Linked DNA regions of Mus musculus: all the other regions are linked to region 1. The links are chromatin contacts, called in public Hi-C, HiCAR-type and promoter capture Hi-C maps. All regions are on one chromosome and are shown on one strand. The core of a region is the stretch at or near the end of the contact, and the rest is flanking DNA. Distances in the headings are between cores, read along the strand shown. Region 1 holds the start of Dnajc2 (DnaJ heat shock protein family (Hsp40) member C2). Region 2 holds the start of Slc4a2 (solute carrier family 4 (anion exchanger), member 2). Region 3 holds the start of Nupl2 (nucleoporin like 2). Region 4 holds the start of Rint1 (RAD50 interactor 1).

Region 1 (3,659 bases), core at 801-3,300:
TGTACCATCGTGTTTCAGGATTGTCGCTACACAGTGACAATCTGTAGCCAAGCTGCTACAACTGGGAAGGAGGGAACAGGGCCGGGAGGTAGAATTCACAGCCCACCTGGCTGGCCACTTTTTGAAGACCTGCAAGACTTCAGGAGATACAGAACCTCAGCGCCTGGTAAAATATTCGAGGGGGCGGACGTGAGGCAGACAGACAGACAGACGGGGCTGCGGCCCAGAGCGGTCACCGCTCGGATCTAAGGCCGGCAGGGCACCGAGGCGGCGGGAATCCTGCGCCTCTGCGGTGCCAGCGCCGGCCGCTCCCGGCCCGTGTCCTCTCACCTCGGATGGGCTTGTCGTCCTTCTCCTCCTCTTTGGTTTTCCGCTGGTCCGCACCTAGGTAATCCGGCATTTTAGAAGCCGCAAGTGCCTCCGCGTCTCGGTGATTACACAGCACCTTTCCCGCTTCCGCTGGTGTCTTCCCTTTCTCTTCCCCACCGGAAGTAGCTCCGCGCCCGGGCGCCGGTTCCCTGGACATCTGGGGACTGCACGCACGGCTGACGGGAGGAAGGGTTGTCTGGTGGAAGGAAACGCGTGTTCACCCCGCTCCCTCACAACTCCAGTCTTTTTTAGATACCCGAATAGGAACGTCCAAGATTAGCCCTAGCTCAGTTGATGACCTAAAATCGTGATTTAGTCACTAGTAAATAATACACATAGGCGGGTAGTTTATTTCATCTCTAAATAGTTTGCCTCGCAAGACTGGAAAGGCGCTACAGAGCAGGCCTTGTAGAATGCCTGGCAGTTTGGACGCAGTTAATTGGTGGCTAGATCTACAAATTGAATAAAGATAATGCATTTCTGTTAGGGAGTGTGTATCCAGGTTATACAAAGATCCACAACAAGAAAGGAATCTGGTTGTTATGACAGGAAAGGAGGAGGGAAGATTAAAAGATAGAGGGAAGGAAAGTAGGTAAAGAATTTGGACATATTTCTCTAGAGGAGATACACAAATGCCAATAAACGGACGCATGAAAGGATGTTAAAATCAAAAGCACGTCATTCTCTTTAGGATGGTTCCTCCTCCTCCTCCTCCTCCTCCTCCTCCTCCTCCTTCTCCTCCTCCTTCCCCTCTCTCTTTCTCTCTCTCCTTCTTAAGACTGGCTCTGCGTGGTCCTGGCTATCTAGCAACAGATCAGGCTGTCTGAGAACTTAGAGGTATCTGCTGCGACAAAGGCTGTGCGCCACCATGACCGACCCATGGATCACTATTATGTTTAAAAAGAAAGTTTGACCGGATGTTGAAAAAAAAAATAGATGCTGTTTACACTGTTGGTGTAAAATACTGCAGTGCTTGCGAAAAACTGAAAATAACTAAAATAAAATCTATATAAACTAGTTATCCTACTGCTAAATATCAAATGCCAAAAAGTTGGAAATAGGATTTCAAAGAGATCCGTGTACAGCCCTATTTATAGCTGCATTAGCAAAGGCCAAATGAAGAATAACCCAAGTACCCAAATACATAAGATGGGTAAACAAAAATGTGGTTATGGGAATATAGTATTATTTGGCCTTAAAAAAATAAATTCTGTGACCATTATACTAGTGAATACACCGCTCACATAGAGACAATGTTATAATATATAACATTATTAATATAACAATACAATGATATATAGTTATATGATTCCACTTTTATGAGGTACCTAGAGATTGGTGGTAGCTCAGCACTTGGGAGATTTAAACAGGATATTCACAAGTTAGAGGCCGGCCTGGGTGACAAAAGTGAGTGAAGTTCTTTTTCAAAATTATTTCCTCCGTCTTGCTCTCACGTGAAAAAACAAACAAAAAAACAAAACAAAAACCAAAACAATCCTTTTCACGTAGGAACTGATGCGTCTAGGAACTGTTCCTTCGAGCTCCTTGGTCTCCGGTCGGTTTAGAGTCACAGAGGAAGTAGGCGGCCGCGCGCATTGGCGCGAGGCCGTGGGGGTGGGGTTGGCGGCCGCGCCGTGCGAGCCCCATCCCGGAAGTGCTCACTGGTCGTCTCCATGCGCCGGCTCCGGGGCGTAAAGCCTAGGCGCGAGGCTCAGACCACAGGTAGTGCGGACGCGGAGGGCCCTGCCTGCCGGCCGTGAGCCGCGGCGTCCGCGGGACCAGCCCCAACCAGCATGCTGCTCCTGCCGAGCGCCGCGGAGGGCCAGGGCACCGCCATCACCCACGCTCTGACCTCCGGTACGTGCCCACCAACCCAGTTTCCGCCCTGCCTCGGGCGCCCCTGCCCCAGCCCTGTCCCTAGCAACCCCTGGCTCGGTAGCCTTGACCCCGGCAATCTGCTCCGGGACTCGGGGGACTGTGACGAGCCCCTGCTGCTCAGTGCTGTAATTTGAAGTGTCCCCGGTTTCTCGGAAAGGAGGGTGGGGGCGTCTTCCTTGTGCACCTGTGGTTCCTTCATCCTGGTGAGGCTGCTGACTCACGGAGCGGGCTGAACAGCTGAGGACCGAGCCCTCCTGTACCCCGAAAGGCCCCCTAAGGCACCCCCCCTGCCCACGGCGGAGCGACCCCGCTGCACGCACCCGCGTGCCGGGAGAGATACAAAGCCTTGTAAACGCTGTTCAGCCCTTCGCCTCCACCTTTGCTCCCGGCTGTGTATTTTGCTTGTCGGAACTCAGAACTTCCTCATTCCGTTGGAAGCCCCCTGTGAATGCTCCTGGACAGCTTGGCGTACACCAAGGATGGTTAAAAGCACAACTTAGCCTCCTGCTGTAGGGGTTTTGGTTTATAGCCCTGCACGCCAGAAAGTATTTCAAGTGTCGGGTCTCTCATTTTAATGATCTACATTAATTCCCATAGCCGCTTACCGTGGGCACTTGTTGAATATAATTTTTAAATGTTTCCCATGGCACGTGTTGCGTTTGTGTGTCGCGGTAATCCTGTAGTGAGGGAAAGGCTTCCAAGACACGGTTTTGAAAGCCACGCCCCCGCTACTCAGCCGGTTCATTTTCGCGTTTGACTCCTCTCCTGTGTTAGGTGGAGGAAATCTTAATATCATAAGCCAGTTAAAACGTGAAAAAGAAAGGGTCTTAGAAAATGATGCCCACAAATTGTGCACCAGAAAATTGCCCTTTGATTTCTTAAGAAATTAAAATTATGATCTTTTTTCCTGACACAGATTACCATTTTTTAATTTCTGTTATACATATCTACAGTTATTTATTCCATGTTACTTTCTCTACAACAGTTTAAAGCTTTAAAACTGCATTCGAATATTCTAGGAACTGGGTGAGATAGGTATTGTTTCCATCCTGAAATGATTCAATCTGTTTCAAGAAATTTACAGTTCTAGATTAAAGCCCTGAAATTCTGGGTTTACATCCAGCCTGTGTTATTAAGACATAGAAACGGTAATGAGTTCTCAGCATTGGCTTGGAAAATTGTCTATTTCAACAGATTATTGTTAGAGAATCCTTAGAATTATTAACCATTTTAATAGCTAATCTGTTAATAATTAAGATCGCATGAGTGTGCAGTCTTTGTTTTTTGGTAGCTTTTTATCATTTTTTTTATTACTATTACTCGTTTCTTGCCTTCCCTTCTCACATCATCAGGAAAATATTGATTAGCTGCTGAAATTATTTTCTTATGCTTAAAAAAAATAACTGATCAAG
Region 2 (3,659 bases), core at 718-3,217, 2.6 Mb before region 1:
GGAGATGAGGGAGGGAATGATAAGGGACAGAAAGATTGAGAGTGAAGGGCCAGGCAGGAACAGGAACCAGGGCCCCTGGAGGTGAGCCTGAGAGCAGAAAGGGGTGTGGTAGGGAGTGAGACACCCCACAGAGCAAGAGGGGTGTGGAGGCCTGGGCGCTGGCTTCCCAAACAGAAAGGAGGACTAGAAAGAACTTTGGAGAGAACCCAAAAGGGAGAGCAGAGGGCCTGCAAGTACGGAGGGGGTGCTCCCCAAAGGCAGGCAGGCCAGCAGGACTACCACCCTAGACATAAGACAGAAACAGCCTCCCCAGTGCAGAACAGGAACCCAGCTCCACTCACTCAGTAGGAAGAACGGAGAAGCTGGACAGCGAGCTTATAATGGGGGAGGGGCACGTGACATCGTCAAGGGGGTGGGCACAGAAACCCTGAGGGGGCAGTCTCTCTATTCCTTCCCTCCCTAGCCCTGGGCCAGGAAAATCTGAGTGGCAGGACGGCAGGACAGCCCTCCTGACGATGACTGTAGGTTGTGAGCTGTGATGGGGGTAGAGGGAACCCAACCAGTGCAAACTGGGGTGCCCATGCACACTGAGGGCACACCCAATGCTCTCTAAAGGTAACAATGCTAAGCTGCTCAGGTGTGCTGCCGATGTGTGGTTGCCTGATTTATGGCTACCTTGGCAATGAGATGGGGTCAAATAACAGAGGTCTGGGGGGATCAGCCCAGGGTGGGGAGTCTGGGCCACACATTCCTGGCAAGAACTCCAACTCAGCTGACTGCTCTTTCCACCTCCCCCCTAAGCAGGCCTTCAGCCAGGGCCTGTCAGTGTGGGGGAGAGGTGTGAGGGAGGGGACCTGGTCTAGGGGGGTATAGGGAATCTGTGTTCACCACCTGCAGGTGCTCACTCCCACCTCCAGGCTTTGCCCTCAGTGTGTTTCACCACCAAGCCCTCCTCCCTCTACCCATGCCCCCCTCCCTGCTGTCGTAGAATACAAAGCAGCCTCTGTCCAGAGCATCGGTACCGATAATCCTAGTGGGGGCACATTCCCCGGACCAGCCCCGACGGGCCCGAAGGATTAGTGTCTCTCCCCCAGCCCAAGGGATTAGCAGTCCGGACCCCCACTCGAGCATTAACCATTCCCCAAGTGAATTCGTACATTCCACAGCTCTTGGCTGTGGGGCTGGTGGGGGGCGGAGAGAGTTTGATAAAACGGACCCAGATTTGAAGCAGCGCTCCCTCCACACCCAAGCAAGGAGTTCCCTACAGAAGAGAAGGCAGTCCCCTAGGACTCAAACTTCAGGCTTGTCCTTCCCACCCTCACCCAGCTGCTCCCCCTTCTGTCTGACCTCTTGTCCTGACCTGACCCGCCAACCCTTTTCATGGCTCCATCTCTCAATCCCGAGATCCGAGGAGTTGCGGTCCCAGGCAACCCACAAAGTGGCGAGTTTCTGGGGCACAGGGTCGTCTGGAACCCTCACGGGAGTGGGAGAGCGAGCTGAAGGCAGTAGCTCCCTGAGACTACCCGCTCCTGGTGACAGGGGGCGCGGCACCTTGGCTTTAGGTAACTCTTAAGAGGCGGACCACGGAATCTCGCTTCCGACCCGTACTCCCACTCGCCTCCCCATCCTTCTCCCTAAAACCTCGCTCCCTGCGCCCCAGTCCCCGCCCTTTCCTCCAGTTCCACTCCCTCGGCGCCCGAGTCTCCAGTCCCCCCCCCCCCTCCGCGGCCCTCACCCTCCCTCTCCGCCACCTAACTGCTTACCCGCTAGCTCTAGATTTCGTGTCCCGGGGGTCTCCGGGTCTCCCCTGATCCTCCGGAACCCTCGCGCGCTCCCGACGATTTCCCGGTGCCCACCCCGGGGCGCGCCCCCGCCGCTCCCAACTTCTCCCAACTCAACTTTCCCCCGCGCTGCGGGCAGGCCAGCCTCCAGCGTGCGCGCCCCCCGCAGCGCGCCGTGCGCGCCCCCGGCGCGGCTAGCTGAGAGGCGGAAAGCGGACGCTGAGCCTCCGCGGCGGGGGCGCGCTCCCAGGCACAGCCCGACACCGCCGACACCGCCGGCGCGGCCTTCCGGCTGTTCCCCCCCCCCCGCCACCCGCGGCGAAGCTCCGGGCTCGCCTTCTCTTAGCTTTAGTGAGCCACCTCTGTGAGGAAAGAAGCCAGCTTTACGTTGGGGATCGAGGGCGTGGAGTAGGCCAGGAAATTGAGATGCAGGGAGTCGAACTACAGATTTTTTGACGTTAAGGTTCTGCAGAGCCCCCGCCCAAATAACACCACTGAAACACCAAGAAAGCCCCGGTGTCTGCTTGAGAGAACGGGTGGCAGGCGAATGTGGAGTAATGAGTGGGTGGGGTTGGGTGGCCAAGACCCTGAACTGATGGAAAACAAGACAACTTGTTGAAGATTCCTCCCTTTCGCTAGAACTACCTCCGGGCTAAATGGAAACCTATTCATAGCTGACACCTCTATTTGAAAGACCCTTGCGTGTCATCATGTTTTCTCAACTAAGTTATCAATTATTTCAGATAAAGAATACACTTTATGCGTCTTCAGTCTGCCACGTGGGTAAATCACAATATTGTTTATGCAAAAGCACTCAGATTTAAGTGAGTTAATTGACAAACGGTTAGCGCCTACTCTGGTTCCGCGCTGAGGAATGCTGTTTGGGGCCATTTTCGCCCGGTTCACAGCCCTCAAGAATGCAATCATGAGACAATTAGAGAGTAGTGCAAGAAAATCTATAATCAACTCCTTTATAGGATGAGGTAAAGGCTGCTTGCTCCAAGTGTAGCAACTGTCTGTGGTCTTGTCTGTTGAGGGAAGTAACTGACCTGCCAGTCTTCGTGGGCCACACCCTGGCTGACTCCAGTGGGCCTGCTCTGAAGACTGGGATCTGGGGGACACCCAGGCTCCAGTCAGCTGGCCTCGGCATGTCAAAGTGGAGCCGCTGGAGTCCGGTGGGTTTCGAGACGATAAAATGGGCCCAGCAGAAAGAGGGGACTCTGGCGTGTGTCCTTCCACTCAAATCCAGACTCTAACGGGGCACACCTGTCTCGCTGCCCAGCCCTGTGGTCAGCTGGTCCCTGTGAGGTCATCAGCAGTAAGACATCGCTCAGAATCATTCCCCAATCAGTCCTGGGGTCACCAGGTGGCCTAGGAGAGGTGAAAACTAGTGCTGAAGCTGTCAGGAGGTCGCTGGTGACTCAAAACACCCAACCAGGTCAGAGCCGGGCCAACAGCGCTCGGGATCTAGGCCGTCAAACGCAAACTTCAAGCAGAGAGCACCCCACCCCCACCCTCACTGTATTCTGGAACGCGTAGTCCCGGAGAGGCCCTTTTCTGGAAGGCTGTGAGCACAGAAAAGGAATAATAACAAGAGCGGGGCACACTGGGAGCCTCCGCGCCTTGGCGGAGACGCCCGACACGCGATGCTTCCTGGGAGTTGAAGTTTAAGGTTTGCCTCCGCGATGGAAACGAGTCCCTGGAGTTGATCGCTGCAGAGAGCCCGAGCGCAGCCTGTTGGACTTTGTAGTCCGCGTGTCCTCCGCCACAGGCATTCTTGGGAACTATGGCTTCCCCGGGACTACAAGTCCCAGATGCCAGTGCGTGGTGAGCAGGTGGGCGGGGCTGGAGCTGTGAGTACCACCTCCTCTGCAACGC
Region 3 (3,659 bases), core at 708-3,207, 2.4 Mb before region 1:
CTATTAAATTGACCATGAGGGAATAAATAAAAAATACTCTAAACATCTCTAAAAGCTTTGCGGTGAGCCCAGCTCGGTCAAGGCCCTCATTTGACCTATCATTGGATGTGTGTGTATGCTTCTGCACTGGGCCATAGAGACAATGAATGAAAGAGAACAATGAATAAACTGGATAATAAAAAGGGTTAAATTTTACTTTCTGTCCTTAAATAGGTATTTAAAAAGTGTTTGCCTCTGTCTTTACTTTGTGGACACAATGCCCACAACCTATCCTTCATATAGAGATCGCAGAGCTTACTAATAGGTAAAGTATAGCGTAGATTTCTAACAACTCATAAAATAATAATAATAAGCCAATAGGACTTGTTTCAGGTTTTGATACTGTTTTTAATCTTATCACTTCCTAGTTTATGCTAGGATAAAGGTAATTTATCTTAGGATTTAGAAAATATATCACTTAATATATACTAAAAACAGACTGATAGAGTACTCCTCTGGCTGAAATAGACATGCCTTTAGTACACAGCTTTAATCTCAGACATCGAAAGTAAAGTTAGTCTGTAGAAGGAAGCAGCTATGTTTGAAAGTGGTATCTAATTGAGTGCCAGACAAAGTGACAAATCAGAGAAAAATTTGACAGAATAGGATATGCCCAGCTCTCACAGGAGGAGGAACAGGAAGCTACGTAAGATGGAGCAGAGCAGAGGGAAAGAGAGAGGTATTTAAGGCCCAAATGTGGGCCTTAAAATTACAAAGCATTCTTTTTCTTTCTTTTCATTCTAAAGTTTTATTTGTATTTTTCCCCTAATTATCTATCTACTGAACATTTACTTGCAAATTACTACATTTAAAGTAGGTTTCCAGAGACCAAATGGCAAACATTCCTCTCAGCAGTCCCTGGGAGTATACCAGTATCTATCGGAACCTGACTCCTAATTTGGAGTCTTTCACTAGAAGCATTGTAGATGATACAATCTGTCTCCTCCACGAAAAGACTGGAAATATGAAACCAGCATGAACACAGGGGCTGGAGGAGCCTTAAAGAGAAGGGGAAAGAGAAGCACCCACTGACAACGTCACGAACTAGGTTCCACTGGGCAGTGGTAGCACATGACTTTAATTTCAGCACTCAGGAGGCAGAGGCAGGTGGATCTCTGTGAGTTCAAGGCCAGCCTGGTCTACAAAGAGTTTTTCAGGACAGCTAGGGCTGTTACACAGAGAAAGCCGATCTCTGAAAACCTAAAAACCAAAACAAACAAAAAACTAGGTTCCAAAATTAAGAGAACAAAACGTATTTATCTGACTTCTAAAACCTTGTTTTGTGCTGGTTTAATGTCTAACCCCTGAATACCCTTTCCACAAAACTTGTAAGGTTCTTGACCCAGTGTCGGAAGCTACTAACTAAAGCCCAGATTTTAAGAGCTTGTGATCACGGACAAGGAAGGGGAAAGAGTAGAGAAAGGGGTCTGAATGAACCCACGTGAATTCTCCCTACCACTGCCATTCACCAAAAAGGAGGTTTTGATGAAGATATCTCTAATTTAAAAACGCAGTGTTTGACAGGAGCACCCAAGTCCAAACGCCTGTCCACGTGTGACGATCAGAAACGACTTGTCAAACTACTGGGGGTGAGACGTCGCATGCCAGGGCAGGGGCCCGGGGTGGAGGTGTGCGTCCGCAGCAAGTGGCCCTGGCTCAAGGCTCCCAGACCGTCACCTGAGGGTGGCTGCTGCTGCGGTGGCGGCTGCCGAGCCCCGCCCGCACCCCGGGCGCCGGGATGCTCGTTCCAGCAGCGGTCTCCGAAGCGGCACCGGCCTTGAAGGAAAAACTGGCATATGGTCATGGTAGCGCCGTCCCAGCTCGACCCTGCTCGCGGTCGCCGGCGAGGGCCCAGGCTCCAGCAACCGAGGCCCGGCTAGTGTGACGTCATCGCCCCGCGCCCAGAGGCTCTGTGACCAGTGTGCCGTGAGCCGCGTGGGCTTTAGCCAATGGGATTTAAGAAGAGCAGAGCTGTCAGCGCTCGGGTATGCTGAAATGGGACGCGGTCGTTGGATCCCTGACCCGGACCCGGACCCGGACCTGAACCCGGACCCGAATCTAGAGAATACCAGATATAGCAGACAACCAGCAACCCTCTAGTTGGCTGTATACAGTCTGCGAGACTCATTCGTTCTTTACATTTACTTGGGGGGGGGGGAGGTAAAAATGGGCTTAACAACGAAAAAAAATCTGTTTATCAAGAGAGATTATTTACAGAAAGCCAGCTGTAACCAGGAAACAGGACTCAATGCAGGCGAAAAGCATCTATTAGTTTCTTAGTCGGTAATGTCTTAAAATTTCACGTAAATGTTGCCTTTTGAAATTTCATCAGGAAAAATGACAAAGAGTAAAACCGACACAGAAGCAGCCCGATTTTCCTCAGGAGCAGTTTCAGATAAAGGTTTTCTGAAAGTATCCAATTTACTGTTTTTTGTTTGTTTTGTTTGTTTTGTTGAGATACGGTCTTACTAGCTGGCCTCGAACCCACAGAAATCCACCTACCTTAGTGCTAAGATCAAAACCGTACACCCACTACGTTTCATTTATTATCTTTACAGTTCTCATGCAGGACCCTGTATCAGTATAAAACAAGTACATTATATAACAATGAAATGAAATTGCTCTTGGAAATTAAAATTGGAGAATGGGGATAAACTAAGAGTTGAAGGCAGCTTAGAGACTCCTCAGACTCAAAGTATACCTTGAGTCTCATTTTATATTTTGGTTATGCTAGAGGATGGAGAGATCAAAAGCAAAACTCTAACTAGTAATCCTAACACTTGTGATGGTAAATACTGTCAACTTGATTACTTTTAGAATCACCATAGACACAAATCTCTGGACTTGGAGGGTCAGACTTAGATCCCCATAGATACACACCTTTGAGCATGTCTGTGAAGATGCTTTCACAAAGGTTGAACTGGAAAGATGTACCCTTAATGAGGACTGCATTCTCAAAGGAGTGGGCACACACTGAATAAAAAGGCAAATTCAAGTTGAACATCCATTGCTGTTGCTAGACTGCAAATACAATGTGCCCAGCTGTCTCATGCTCCTGTTGAAATCCCGTCCAAGCTGTGCTAGACTGTACCTTAATCTGTGAGCCAGAATCAACACATGCTTCTGAGGTTGCTTTTACCAGGGTTTGTCATAGTAATAGGAAACACAATCTAGATAGCTCTATATGTAGGTGTAATCTAGCATGGTCTCAGTCATCCTCCTGCCTCAGCTTACCAAAGTGAGAACTGCCACTATTTTGAATCTTCACACCCGCCCACAACAAATTGAGTTATGTTTAAAAGGAGTAAAACTGGTAATATCAGAGTGAAACCTTAAAAATCTTTGGAGGAAAAATTAAGGGGTTCAAAAGGATCAATCAGGATTTAATGCTGCAACCCACAAAATGCTCTTTCATAATACCAGTTTACTGAAGTTTAATGAGAACTGGTTTGGTGCCATATTGGATGGAGTAAATTGGATTTTACCTAATGCAAACAGTCAAAAAAGAATATAGATTTAGTTGAATAACTTTATTAAATGGCACATTTTGATATTGGTGTATTAAAATGCCTCATGACTCAAACATTTTCATGACACTATAATGACAAGTTTTAAAAACT
Region 4 (3,659 bases), core at 630-3,129, 2.0 Mb before region 1:
GATTTGTTCATTTGATTTATGTGCACAGGTGTTTGCTTCCGTGAGTTTATGTGTACCATGTGTGAGCAAGAGCCCTGGGATGGCAGGACTGTACATTTAGACTTCTAAGACTGAAGTACTGAGCTGTCACGTGGGTTCCAGGAACTGAACCCAGGTCCCCTGTAACAGCAGCAAGCACTCTTAAGCACCAAGCCATCTTTCAAGCTTATCAGAAGCCAACAGTAAGAGCAAACTTCCTCCTGGGAGCCACATGGAAATGTGGGCACCCTTTCTCTTACTGTCAAGGTCACTGAGCTTAACTGTTAACATAAGGGCTTTTTAAAAAATACTTCAGGCTGGAGAGATGGCTCAGAGGTTAAGAGCACTGACTGCTCTTCCAAAGGTCCTGAGTTCAGGTCCCATCGACCACATGCTGGCTCACCATCACCCATGATGAGATTTGACGCCCTCTTGTGGTGTGTCTGAAGACAGCTACAGTGTACATAGATATAATAATAAATAAATCTTTAAAAAATACTTCAAAAGCTCCTAAAGAGGTTGGGCATGTGACATCTGTGAAATAGAAGACTGTGGATCTGGAGTCCAAGGTCATCCTTAGTCACACAAAAGTCTGGGGCGAACCTGGGTTACGCTCCACCTTGGTTAAAGAGAGAGAGAGAGAGAGAGAGATTGAGAGAGAGAGAGAGAGAGAGAGAAACAAAAACAGCCCCTTCAGGGTGCTGGATTCCTAATAACCTGCTACGCTTATCTCAAGTGAAATAACAAATATCCAGGAGTCTGACATAGTTTCCTGTCCTAGGTACTGGGTCTTTTCCATGTCACCTACCCAGACCAAGCCCTGGGACCTAAGGTGTGGGCTACCTGCAGCAAACTGTAATTACTTACTCACTGAAGGCAAAAGTACAATTAACCTATTATCAAACCTCTTCCTAGAACCCAGTAACAGTGACCAGCATAACCCCTCTAAATACCTGATAACGAGCTGACAGTTCATTAAAATGGCAGGTCCCAGTGAAGCCAAACCAGTCACTGTCCTAGGAAGGAGCGTCAATGTGCTCTTTCTATATTTCACAGTCTTAGAGAGACAAAAGTCCACGTGCAAAGATAACTAATATTTATTACTGTTTAAACATTGTACAGAAAGAATACTCCATTGAAAAGATAGCAGACTAAGAAACTCTTTTGCAGACTCTGAAAAGGCGAGCTTCGAAGGGCAGCTAGACAAAAAGAACTAAGGGTTTAAAGCCTGCTTACTTTTCACGTCTGTGTTCTTCGTTTCGTCACCACTCTCGGGGCAGCACTGGCAGAAAAACAGGTGTGGCAAACAAGTTAGACTGAAGTAAGTGGAATTCATACAGCGCTCCGAAAGGTCCCATACTGACGGGCGGAGAGGTCCTAGGCGCCTCTCCCAGGGGCATGCCTGACACTACTGCCACCTTCCCAGAGGTCTGGACCACCTCCCCAGGGTCCGAGTTACTCTGCCCGGGCACCGAGGCCACTTTCCCGCCAACTCTCAAAACTGTCATCTTCTGGGACATCGGACATTGCACTGTGACTACCTCCCCAGGGACTCCCTTGCCTGCTTCCGGCCGTGGGAACCACCGCCAAACCACTTCCAAGGTAACCTGTCCCCGGGGCGGAGGTGGGGTCTGTGCCACCTCGCAGGGTCACCAGCGTCCCTTCCCCGGGTTTCCAGGGACGCCTCACCGGGGCTGCCGGCACTTCGCCGATATCGTCAGCCGCAAGCATCCTGCCTCCGCACGAATTCTGGATTCCATGCACCGCCAGCCCGGCCTGCAGAGTCCGGCTAGGGAACACACAGACTGGGCGACCAGACCAGCCTTCTGGGACGCAGGGTTGAGCGCCACCTCGACTTCCTATCACCGACTCTCTGGTTCCGTTCTCTTGGCCTAGAGAGGCATATCTGCGCGCCGCTGTCCTGTTCTGTGGCGCCCCCTGCTGGTTGGATGTCATGTTGGCCGCTCAGGGAACCTGGCAGCCCTACTGCTTCCCAGGCTGCTGAGTTCTGTGCAGGAGCTCTCTCCACTTCTTTGGAGTTACTAAAAATAAAATTCGGCCCTGGCATGGTGTCTCACACTTGGAATTCCACCGTTTGGGAGGTGAAGGCGGGAAAACCAGTAGTTCAAAGTCAACTCCAGCTACACACTGAATTCAAGGAGGGGAGAGGAAGGAGGGGAGGAGAAAATACTCATGATACCCTTAGGATGGTGAGCCACAAGTCGGGAGCGGAGGCGGGAAGATTGCCACTAGTCCCTGCCAGCTTGCTCTATAAAGTGAATTCGGTATCAGCTAGAACAACACCTATCTCAAAATGGCTCAGCGCATAAAAGCATTTGCCACCAAGACACCGGAGTTCCATACTTGGCCCACGTGGTACTAGGTAGGAGTGTCAAAGTGCTCTTTCTATATTTCACAGTCTTAGAGAGACAAAAGTCTACGTGCAAAGGTAACTAATATTTATTTATTTATTTATTTATTTATTTATTTATTTATTTATTTATTTATTTTTGGTTTTTCGAGACAAGGTTTCTCTGTGTAGCCCTGGCTGTCTTGGAACTCACTCTGTAGACCAGGCTGGCCTCGAACTCAGAAATCCGCCTGCCTCAGCCTGTAACTAATAGTTATTACTGTTTAAGCGTTGTACAGAAAAAAATACTCCATTTAAAAGGTAGGGACTAAGTAACCTCTTTTGTAGACTCAAGAGTAAGCTTTGAAGGACAGCTAGACAAAAGGAACACTCCTTCATATATTTTCGAACTGGAAGGTCCAGATCTGTTTGTAGGAGGGTTGAAACATTCTGGGAGTCAGACAGAGAAAGAGCACTCAAAATCTGGCATCCAGTTTGCTGGGCAAAGCCCCCTAAACCTCTACTGTTTTCCAGGGAGGAGGAACTGAATTACTTAGAAGCAAGGGATAGGTAGAGAACATGGAAATTTGACAGGCAAACCCTGGAAGGCAATGCCTTTGAGACCAAACAAATGGGGAGAAAACAGAAAAAAAAAAAACAACAAGCAAACAAACAAACAAAAATCTTTAGAGGAAACAGAAACTACTCCGTGAGAAGAAAACTCACTGAGGTGTAGACATACATGCAGACAAAACACCCATACACATAAAATGAAAAAAAATAAATAAATAAGAGCCGGGTATGGTGGTGCATGCCTTTTATCCCACAACTCAGGAGGCAGAGGCAGGTGAATCTTTATGAATTCAAGGCCAGCCTCATCTACATAGTGAGTTGAAGGATAGACAGAGCTATATAGTGAAACCCCGTATAAACAAACAGACAGACAGACAAACAGGATCTGGAGAGATGGCTTCAGCAACTAAGAGTACTAGCAGCTCTTTCAGAGAATCCAGGTTCACTTTCTAGCACCCACGCAGCAGCTGACAGCTCTCTGTCTGTAACTCAATTCTAGGGTATCTGACTCTCTCTCTGAACTCTCTGGACACCAGACACACACCTGGTATACAGTCACACATACAGGCAAACATCCACACACTTTAAAAAATAAAAATAATAAAATTTAAAAATTTAAAATTAAAACAGGATCTAGGCTATATTATACCATATAGCTGTATCTGAGTCTGCTGACCTTAGGACATTAAGGTATTAATTTACCCTAGCCCCAAGAATG

Evidence for each region. Promoter capture Hi-C pulls out the DNA fragments that hold promoters and counts their contacts. A called contact is a pair of places that touch in the nucleus more often than the background predicts. HiCAR-type assays count read pairs that join an accessible place to other places.
Region 2: a contact with region 1 is called in a HiCAR-type map of astrocytes, with 4 times the contacts expected there. The contact joins the promoter of Slc4a2 here to the promoter of Dnajc2 in region 1. A contact is called at or near these places in 1 of 484 Hi-C or Micro-C datasets (B cells) and 1 of 115 datasets of contacts at active chromatin or transcription factors (astrocytes).
Region 3: a Hi-C map of pro-B cells shows a contact between it and region 1, with 7 times the contacts expected there. The contact joins the promoter of Nupl2 here to the promoter of Dnajc2 in region 1.
Region 4: a contact with region 1 is called in a promoter capture Hi-C map of pre-B cells, with 9 times the contacts expected there. The contact joins the promoter of Rint1 here to the promoter of Dnajc2 in region 1. A contact is called at or near these places in 10 of 39 promoter capture datasets (3T3-L1-derived adipocytes, the C10 cell line, the HPC-7 cell line and 6 more), 4 of 484 Hi-C or Micro-C datasets (CD4 T cells, embryonic stem cells, erythroblasts and 1 more), 4 of 115 datasets of contacts at active chromatin or transcription factors (astrocytes, epiblast stem cells, large pre-B cells and 1 more) and 2 of 9 other capture datasets (adipose tissue and liver).

What each region holds. Positions count from the first base shown.
Region 1 is chr5:21,783,556-21,787,214 of GRCm38.p6, reverse strand. It overlaps Dnajc2 (DnaJ heat shock protein family (Hsp40) member C2), which reads left to right and starts at 2,050. Exons shown (of 17, transcript NM_009584.4): 1 at 2,050-2,226. The coding sequence starts at 2,163. Psmc2 (proteasome (prosome, macropain) 26S subunit, ATPase 2) reads right to left here and starts at 468. Exons shown (of 12, transcript NM_001368661.1): 1 at 331-468. The coding sequence starts at 400.
Region 2 is chr5:24,423,540-24,427,198 of GRCm38.p6, reverse strand. It overlaps Slc4a2 (solute carrier family 4 (anion exchanger), member 2), which reads right to left and starts at 1,967. Exons shown (of 23, transcript NM_009207.3): 1 at 1,764-1,967. Cdk5 (cyclin-dependent kinase 5) reads left to right here and starts at 3,635. Exons shown (of 12, transcript NM_007668.4): 1 at 3,635-3,659.
Region 3 is chr5:24,163,261-24,166,919 of GRCm38.p6, reverse strand. It overlaps Nupl2 (nucleoporin like 2), which reads right to left and starts at 1,957. Exons shown (of 7, transcript NM_153092.4): 1 at 1,717-1,957. The coding sequence starts at 1,843. It also overlaps a transcript of Klhl7 not described here.
Region 4 is chr5:23,785,931-23,789,589 of GRCm38.p6, reverse strand. It overlaps Rint1 (RAD50 interactor 1), which reads right to left and starts at 1,879. Exons shown (of 15, transcript NM_177323.4): 1 at 1,708-1,879; 2 at 1,255-1,300. The coding sequence starts at 1,749.